2 separate regions of the Mus musculus genome follow, and region 2 is linked to region 1. The links are chromatin contacts, called in public promoter capture Hi-C maps. All regions are on one chromosome and are shown on one strand. The core of a region is the stretch at or near the end of the contact, and the rest is flanking DNA. Distances in the headings are between cores, read along the strand shown. Region 1 holds the start of Aasdh (aminoadipate-semialdehyde dehydrogenase). Region 2 holds the start of 1700017L05Rik (RIKEN cDNA 1700017L05 gene).

Evidence for each region. Capture Hi-C pulls out chosen DNA fragments and counts their contacts.
Region 2: a contact with region 1 is called in a promoter capture Hi-C map of liver, with 2.7 times the contacts expected there. The contact joins the promoter of 1700017L05Rik here to the promoter of Aasdh in region 1. A contact is called at or near these places in 2 of 484 Hi-C or Micro-C datasets (CD4 T cells and muscle stem cells) and 2 of 9 other capture datasets (adipose tissue and liver).

Annotation. Positions count from the first base shown.
Region 1 is chr5:76,902,614-76,907,699 of GRCm38.p6, reverse strand. It overlaps Aasdh (aminoadipate-semialdehyde dehydrogenase), which reads left to right and starts at 2,224. Exons shown (of 16, transcript NM_173765.4): 1 at 2,224-2,277; 2 at 3,320-3,491.
Region 2 is chr5:77,462,367-77,467,452 of GRCm38.p6, reverse strand. 1700017L05Rik (RIKEN cDNA 1700017L05 gene) reads right to left here and starts at 1,965. Exons shown (of 2, transcript NR_131050.1): 1 at 1,636-1,965.

The DNA of each region.
Region 1 (5,086 bases), core at 975-3,474:
AGGGATAAGGAATTGGGATTCCCCTTTAAAATCAGCCCAGGCCGTTCTGATGTCGTTGACCAGAGACTGGAACAACAGAGCATCGAGTTGAACAGGAGGCTAAAAGGAGAGGTCCACTGGGCAGGTAAAAGACGGTGTTCTGGCTGGGCTAGATAGTTGGCTTAGTGGTTAAGAGCACGGACTGCTCTTCTGAAGATCCTGAGTTCAAATCCCAGAAACCACATGGTGGCTCACTACCATCTGTAATGAGATCTGATGCCCTGATCTGGTGTGTCTGAAGACAGCTACAGTGTACTTAGATATAATAATAAATAAATCTTTTTTTTTTAAAAAAAAAGACGGTGTTCTTTCTAGAGAGAGAAAAGTCAAGTGTGCTGGCTAGTTCTTTGTCAGCCTGACCCAAGCTAGAGTCATGCGGAAAGAGGGAACCTCAACTGAGAAAACACTTCGTCGCATTGGGCATTCTTCTTGCTGCATGACTGATGTGGGCAATGACACCCCTGGGCAGGTGGGCTGCTCTTCCAGAGGGCCCAGGTTTAATTCTCAGTATCCACAGGGTGACTCAACAATTAACTCTGGTTCTAGACAACCTAGTAAGATCATTTTGTGGCCTTGCTCCAGGCACCATGTGTTGCATAAACATGCACTTAAAAGACCTATACACATAAAACAATTTTTAAAAAGGAAAGAAAGAAAAGCAAGCTAAGCAAACCAGTAACCACCATTATTCCAGTCTCTGATTCAGGCCTTGAGTTCCTGTCCTGACTTGTGATAGTGATAGTGCTTTGATAAATCTTGGTTCCCCCAAGTTGCTTTTGGTCATGTTTTATCACAGCAATAGAAAGCTAAGAGAACAAATACAACACTTAAAAAGGTGTTTGGCGAGGCCCATAGTACACAGGAAAATGTGGTTTTCAAACAGGTATTTCCTGCACTGTTTGGAGGGACAGATGAGAAGGCAGATCTGATTCCATGACAGGCTTCAAATTAGCAGTTTAGGAGACTAGGCCTAAGGTCAGGCAAATCAGTTACTAGAAGAAGAAGAAAAAAAAAGGCTTCAGGCAGTTAGTCAGAACTGCCCTGATATCTGAGACTGCCTGGCCACCTAGCCTGAGGTAAGGACAATGGGTCAGCAACAGTTTCCAGACTTCCTCTACAAAGATTTCTAGACTTCCCAGTAACAATGCCTAGAGATAAGTAAGATAAAGCTCTCCTACCCTGGAATTCCAATGTGCTTTCAATGGAGCCTGCGAGCTCATTTGCTTTTACTCTGTGTCTTTGTAATGGGGACGACCCCACCATGCTGAGCTACAGAATAAAACACACTTTGTGTTTACATACTATTTGAGTCCAGGGTGTCATTCTTCATGGACCCTTACAAGCTTCTGTTTTCCAGCAGATAAGGACACACTCCTTTGTTTTTTAAGGCACTGTATGTAGATAGTGCTTAGCCACTTCCACCTCTCCCCCCAACAGGAACCAAGACAAAAATCCCATCTTTCCTCTCTGCGAGGGCACAGTAACTCACCACAGTGGTGACCCTTCCCATTTATTGTAATAATTGTGCCATCGGAAAAACACACATCCAGGCATACAGTGGCTTTAGGGACTGCTGTTGACCTCAGACAGGCCTGGGTTTCCTCATAGGGAAGTGTTGTAAATAGCTGCAAACGCCAGTTAGGAGTTTCATTCTGACAGGGGGCTTCCCTGGCATACTTCACCGCTGCCATGACGGTCGCAACCAATCTTGAGTATGTTCCCAGAAGGTGTGGAGGGGATAAGCCAAATTTACTCGCCAATTAGGCGGTGATTACTTCACTTCAGCCTTTGGGATATTTCTACCCGCACTTTAAGGAACGAGGAGACTCCGGGTCTCGGAGATATGGCTCTGCTGTCAAGGAAGCTCACTGGCCATCCAGAGGTCCCTTCTAGGTCTCCAGCACCCATGTGGTGGCTCACAACCACCTGGGACTATGCTCCAGGGAATCATCGGCCCCTGCAGGCACACGGAACACTCAAATTCACGCAGACGCACAGGCATGTTGCCTGAAGCGTCACCTTCAGCGGCAGGGCTGAATCCGCACGGACCAAACCCGTTGGGCCAAACGCGGCGGAGACCTGTGCGCCACGTCTGGGCGGAGCCCCGTAGGCGAGAGCCCGCCCCCCGACGCTGGAGTGACGTCACGGGCGCCCGAAGATGACGCAGAGGTCCGTTTTACGGCTGCTGAGCGTCTGCGGCTGGGCTAGGAAGTGCACGCCACGCGCTGTCGTGAGAAGGTGGGGCGGGAGAGCGCGGGCGACCCGGGGAGACTTTGTGAGCTGCCGGACCCCAGCTTGGAGCGGCTGTGTGGGTCACCTCGGTCACCTGCTGCGCCACCTCTTAGCGTGGTTCCGAGAGCCAACGAGAGGCTTTTGTGATTGTAATTAAGGTGGCTGCGTGAGAAGTATAAGATGCAGACGGATAATTTACCTATATATATAATGCCCAGTATAGGGAGAACCCTTAAGATCAGGATCTGTTGGTGATTAAATGGCTTTATTTACAGTTGTACATTACCGAGCTGCTAATCTTAAGGCTATAACACGAAATTTGCTTGCTAGGTCATCCCTTTTCATGGCTCACTTGTTTTTCTTTCCTTTTCTTTTTTTTTTTTTTAATTTAAAATTGTGCGTGTGTGCGCGTGCAGCATGGTGAAGAAACAAAAAGGACCTTTCGGAAGTGGGTTCTCTCCTTCCATTATGTGAGTCCCGTGATCACACTTAGGTTTTCTGGTGTGATGGCAAGTTAGTTTCTCCACTGACCCATCTCGATGGCCCAAGTCAGTCTGAAGGGAGGGGAGGGGGACAAAGACAGGGACAGAGACATAAAATTCAATGGCTGACATGAATATCTGGACAAGACTGAATTTTGCCACTGGGAGCTTTTAAATTCAAAGTAGAAAAACTCCTTAATTATAGATTTTGTGTGGTGAGTTTTGTAGCTAGTTATAAAAATGACATTTTAAGAACTAAGTTATAGCCGGGCGTGTTGGCGCACGCCTTTGATCCCAGCACTCAGGAGGCAGAGGCAAGCAGATTTCTGAGTTCGAGGCCAGCCTGATCTACAAAGTGAGTTCCAGGACAGCAAGGGCTACAGAGAAACCCTGTCTCGAAAAAACAAAACAAACAAAAAAAACCTAAGTTATAGTCTTGTTATTCTACTGCTGTGAATTATGTTAGTAGATTATATTTTCTTGTGAGAAAATAGCAGTTACACGTGCTTGCTTTTTAGAGAAAAGGCAGCTTTTAAACAGACTTTTTTTTTTTTTTTTAATTTTAGGTATAGCAGTGTTTTACCTGCATGTATGTAAGTGCACCATGTTCGTGCCTGGTGTCTTCAAAGGCTGTGGGATCAGCCAGAACTGGAACTATGGACTGTATTGAGCTCCCCAGTTGGGTGCTGGTATGGAATCTGTGTCTTCTGAAAGAACAAGGACGGTTTAACTCCTGAGGTACATCCCCAGGTTCAAACTAGATTTTTGTAAAAATATGTATAATACATTAATGTGGAAAATTGGGCGCTTAACAAAATTTATTTGGGTATTCTGTGGTCTTCTGTAGGCAAAAATAGCAGGAGATACTCTACTGCAATAGCCTTTTTTTTTTCTTTTTCTTTCTTTCTTTTTCTTTTCTTCTCTTTTTTTTTTTTTTTTTTTTTTTAAAGATTTATTTATTTATTAGATGTAAGTACACTGTAGTTGTCTTCAGACACTCCAGAAGAGGGCATCAGATCTTGTTACAGATGGTTGTGAGCCACCATGTGGTTGCTGGGATTTGAACTCCGGACCTTCGGAAGAGCAGTCGGGTGCTCTTACCCACTGAGCCATCTCACCAGCCCCTTTTTTTTTTTTGAGACAGGTTTCTCTGTGTAGCCCTGGCTGTCCTGGAACTCACTTTGTAGACCAGACCAGGCTAGCCTCGAACTCAGAAATCTGTCTGCCTCTGCCTCCCGAGTGCTGGGACTAAAGGTGTGTGCCACCACGCCTGGCTACACTTATATCCCAAAATAAACTCATCCCCTATATCCTGTAGAACATACTATATGTAGATCATATGATTTGTTTAATGGCCATTTGTGGAAAATCATCTTTTGTGTACATAAAAGTTAGATTTATGGAAATATTTGTTTAAAAATACCCTAAGTATCAAAATAGTCTTGTTCTTTAAAATTTAATAGTTAGGAATCACATTTCAGTTTTTTTGTATCCTTTTTTGACTTTATGGGTTTAAGAAGGCCTTTTCTTTAACTCAGTTGGATAGTAATTAAATGACAAATTGAAGAGTAATTCTATTCTGAATCAGTAAGTAAACCGCTTAAGTATGAACAGGTAAAGAATTGGAATAATATGACACTTGATAAATCTTATTTTTCTCTGATATATGTTAATAGGATTCAGAGGAAAGTCTCCTTTGCCTTCAAGGAAACTAGGAGTTACCATATTTTTGTTAGCATTGATCCCTAGTGGTTTTTTTGTTTGCAGTTTTTTTGAGACAGAATCTCTGTGTGTAACCCTGGCTGTTCAGGTACTCTTTATATAGACCAGGTTGGTCTTACAGAGGTCCACCTGCCTCTGCTGGGATTAAAGGTGTGCTCCATCATGCCTGTTTTGTTTTGTTTTGTTTTTTTTGGGGGGGGGTTCTTTTTTTTTTTCTTTTATGTGAATGTCACATCCTTCCCACATATTTAAGTGTGATCCAGTGTTCATTGACTGTTGTCAAATTGCTTTTTTTTAATGTCATTGCTTTCAGCAAAGTTGCCACAGGTATTTTGTAAGTTTAGAGCTTCAGTTATATATCTATGCTACAGATTTTGTTTGTTTTAGTGACACAACGTACTGCTGTTACCAAAGGTACAATAGGAGATCATTTATTCTGAGCCAAATATGAGTGATCAGGTTTCAGGACCACAGATTTAGGTTACCCTAAAAATCATATCCCAAGGTAGAAGCAGGTCTATGAACTTGTACAGTTGAAAGACAAAGGACAGTAAAATATCAAGGCTTTTCAAATACATTGGTGAGAATTAGGTGGATTCCAGCAAATCAAG
Region 2 (5,086 bases), core at 716-3,215, 560 kb before region 1:
AACATGATTGACATTCAGAGACCTTTGAAGGGAGATGCCCAGAAAGGTGAGGGGCTGGAAATCCTGCCACATGAAAGCAATGGCAGCACCTAGCTTGAAACAGAGAAATCTCAAATCACCCAGAGTCAGTGCACTTAGACAGCCAGTCAAGGCTCACTGGAAGAATTCTTGGAGGAAGGTGAATATGTTCAACATACAATATGTACCTCTATCAAAATTTAAACATAAAATAAGTATGTTTTTAATATCTATGGACCGAAAAGATATCCAGCGTTCTCCTGTTGTCCTGTTTCTTCTCCCACATAAATATTGACTCCTAAATTGCTAAATGCAGGCTTGGCTGCTACCACTTCATTTGTTTCCCTTCCCACCCAGTGACACTTCAGATCCTGCACAAGCAGGATTTGCGATATATTCACAAACAGAACTGGGAGACGGTTCAAAGCTGCAGGAGGCGTGGTCATTAGGAGCACGGGTATATCCTTCTAAGCTGGCTCTGAGGTCAGTGCTTATGACAAAGATGAAGTGAGACGTTGGCATATTTGGGGAAGGGCAGAGAAGTTGGTGCTGTGATAACAGACTTGAGCTGCAAAGGGCAGCCTTTAAGGAAGGAATGGAAAAACTATAATCTACAGCCTAGGAACACTTATTAAGATGAGATTTAACCAAAGACCATAAAATCTTAAACGGTAGATAATAAGGTCAAGCCAAGTTACTATTTTCAGCTCTGAACAGATGACGAGACAGGAGGGCATAAATGAGAATTAAAAGAAGAGAGATTCAGAATAGATCAGAAGGTTACCAAAAATAATCAATGGCTGAAATGACTTTCTGGACTCGTTCACTTGTGCTGAAAATATTGAGTCATTGAAAAAGTAATGAGATGATATTCTTGGGAAATGGAATAGTTAAAATGAATGGGTTCAGACGGAGCCAAAGACTTTAATCATCCTAAAAAGAAACACTGGCTAGGGCAAGCTGAGGTTTCAATCTAGGGAGATAACAAGGTAGAGGCTAAGAGGCCTTTGCTTCCTACATTCCACGGGATTAGCAACCCCTTCAAAGGTGCAATACTACCAAGTACTCCCAAGGCCTGCTGTGAATGGTGCATCCTACCGGATGCTAGCAAGAGAAATGAGCAAGGCACACACTAGAAGAGAGAGCTGTAGAGCCACTGTCAGCCAAGCTCCCACGCACCTCTGAGATCATCCCAGTGAACCTGCAAAGGGCCATATCTTCTCACTCATAGTGTCAAGGACTGAACAGTCTAGAAGTCTGGATCTGCCATTGGGCACTTGTAATTCTTAGAGAGCTCCTGTCACCTCTGCAGGCTCCAGCCTCCTGCTCCTTCCTTATTGGATCTCCTCATCTCCTCTAGAACTAGACCTCATGTGTCTGCTTCTGCTTCTCCATGGCAACCCATCAAACACAGGCAGTGTAAGGTGGGCCTTCTTGCTTCCATATTAAATACTGTCATATCCTTCATATGACATGATTTCTAGACGCTTTGCCTTCCTGGCCATCCATCTTCCCTCAAAAGACTCTAAGCATCAATCACTTATGCACACACACACACACACACACACACACACACACACACACGAGTGACCCCGTATAGTAGTTATTGATACATGCCTATTAATCTGTATCCTTTCGCTGTACAAACCATATCTGTGAAGACAACAGCCTTGCTAGATCCTGAGAGTCCCTCTAGGGAATCATCAAACCCGAGGGTAGTACTGGAAACCATCATATGTGTCCCAGGGACAGCCTTTGGCAGGGATGGGCTGTGACGAGCATCTTTGTAGAAAGACAGGGAACAGATTCCCCCCAAGCCTTTGTACCATACAGAACTCTCCTCTGGCAGACCCACGGGCCTCTCATTTGGGACAACTAGGATGGGAAGGAGACAGTGGCAAAAATTCACACAGACCTCCCCATCTGGTGTTCATTCCAGCGTCTGCCGCTCGGTAAGCAAATGTGTTGGCGGGATTCAGGGTTCTCATTGTGACGTAATACATACTCAATTGTCAGAAATCTGGACAGCAGAACGGGGTGTGTAAGAACCAGTTCGTCAGGACCCCACCACCCACGGAAAGCATGACTAAGACTGTGCTAGAGGATTTTTGCCAGTCCGTTTCTTTTTCATGAATATGTAGCTGTGTCCCCAGTGAGACATAACTTTATCATATTTTGTTAGCAAGAAAATCTGCAAGTTAGAAGTCGCCGGCCACTTTCATGTCTAACAAGCCATCTTGGGACACTTTTTTTGCCTCCTGGAAACAATCAACCTGAGTTTCTTTTGGCTTGAGGTTTTCAGATGAAAGTACCCAGCGTCCAGAGACCAGGATGGCAGCCAGGGGGCAGTGTTTCTCTCGACATACACTGCTCTCCACCGCTCCCTCCAAACTGAAGCCACCGTGCCTGGGACTGGTGGAGACAGTGTGAAAGAGGCCTTGACAGGCCCTCGGGATAGCATACAAGGTCCGCTGGCTGTGTCTTCTTCCATTCACTAATAATAGGTTCAGCTGGTCTAAGGCGGGTGCCTCGGTCACTAACTGTTGATGTTTGAAGGTGTTCAGGGCTCAGCCCTGTGCTGAGACTGGAGCCTTGTACGGTATACCATCACAGCATCGTGGGCCTGATTTAAATATCAGCTACATCGGGACCCAGAGCAATGTAAATGGGGAGATAGAACTGGACGGGAAGTTCCTTCACGATAGGCTCGAAAAGTCACCAATAGTCTTGACAGGAAACTCCGAGAGCCACAAGGACTGTACAAGGTTCAGCCTGCCAGCGTTTTATCATGGATTAGAGAGGAGCTCCTTGTATCTTCGGCTCTCCACAGAGCATATCCGCAGTCCATGACAGGGGTGGGGGGTGGGGGTGGTTTCTTCAGTGGAGAAGCCATTGATAAACCACACATGCTCCAAATAACCTCTCACCCATACAAGGAATCTTAATTGGATTCAGTAAGTCAAACACACACACACACGGGGGGGGGGGGGCATCAAAGTAGGATGGGGGCTTGTTGGAAAGTGGGGGGGGGGGTTCAACAGGAAAAGGAAGGGGATGAGACAGGGAAGAGTGTAAAAAGGACTAAAATTTATGATAGACATTGAGGAAACTGTCAAAAATAAATACGAACGATTCTTAAGACTCATTATTTTAATTATGAGTATATGTGGGAGAGGTATGCACCCCTCAGTGCAGGTGCCTGTAGAGATCAGATGAAGGTGTTGTGTGCCCTGAGTGTGGAATTGCGGGTAGTTGTGAGCCTTCTGGTCTTGGTGCTGGAAATCAAATTCTAAACAACTCTTAACCTCTGAGCTACCTTTTAAGCCCAGTAAACAAAATTAGTTTAAAACAACCAAAGCAATAGGTCACTCCCAGCCTACTGACCTGAGCCCAGTGGCCAGACCACACACAGAGACACAGCTGGATGCAGTGGCACACATCTGTAATCCCAGCACTCTCACCACAAGATGCCAGGCAGAGATGAGAGAATCAGCCAGACCCGGAAGTTCACAGACCAGGCAGCCTGGACTACACAGGGCTGTGGCAGAAACAAGACAAACTCTCCCCTCAACAAAGTGGAAGGCAAAGAACCCATTTCCTAAACTTCCTCTCTGACCTCCACCACATGCATGTAGCACACATGTGCACGCACACACTAAATTTAGAAAAGGCAGACTCTGGATGCAAGTAGAAATATATCTGGATGTACACACGTGCACATAAGGGAAATACGAGGAGGGTGGAGGTCAGAGGAAGAGGAAGGGATGGAAGAGGGTGATGGGCAAAGAGGAAGGAAGCATCGGGTTCACTTATATGCAGAACAAATGCTGTGTGTGTGTGTGTGTGTCTGTGTGTGTGTGTGTGTGTGTGTGTGTGTAGGGGGGACATAAAAGCAGGGGACTGTCTGGGTGAAGAGGATCATAAAGCAACAGAGAAAAGAGATATAGAAAATGGAGAGAAATGTGAGCAAAGTACAAATATATATACATATATATACACATATACATATATATACATATATATACATATACATGCATGCATGTATGAAAATGTCATCATGAAAACCCTTACTTTGAATGCTAACAAAAATATTAATCCATCATTTTGAAAATACACATATAATAGCAAACTAAGATGCTGAGGTGCTGGGATCGAGGACCCTGATAGCCAGGAATGATGAAAAAACAAACGTAATAAATCTCTTCCCAGCACCTTGAGAAACTACGTGAATGACTGTGGGAGAGGCCAGAAGTGACCCAGGACTCAGCAGCTAAATGCCTTCACCAGACACCAGTGTGGGAGAAGAGCAAGGGCAGCCCATGTTGGACCCCGACTCTGCAGTACTCTGTCAGCCTGTCACTTGGTGTGTCGATGAGCCCTTCCCCTACACCCCAGGAAGAGGAACATCAGATAGAGACTTGAACGTTCAACTGAGGACTCCGTGCATATGACCATCTTCGGAAATAGTTTTTTAAAAAAATAGGTGCACCCAGCCTTAGCCACCGCTGTCCGTACTTCCAGAGCTAGAGGATCTGGGAAGACATAGACGACTCCACCTTAGAGCCCAGGCAGATACAGCAAAAGGCAGAATTCCGCCAAGACAAACACACTTATGCAACAAGATGGAATCAAACCACACCATACCCAAGCGCCGGCCGATGCCCTTGCGCGTGCGTGGATCGTCGCACCAATAGCCAATCACAGCTGACGACGCTGCTGGCCTTGTGCAGTTCTCCCCTAGGGGCTACTTTAGTCAAAGTAATCCAGAGCAGGAGACTGAGCCACACACAGCTTATCCAGCCACTTACGGCTGGCAAATGAAAAGTCACAGTGAAGAGAATTCTCTGAATTTTTTCCATAGCACATAGTTCAGAGCTTTCCTGTGGCTGGATGGCTTCTTTCCCCATTTCTTCACATTAATAAACACCTTCTACCTAATGTTCTGCAAGTCACATAAGTTCAGGGGAGGGACTTTGATTCTGCAGTTTAAAATTTACACATACACAGAGTCTCCCATATGTCCCCTTCAGCCATAAGAGACCTATCTTCCATACACAGTTGATTTTTA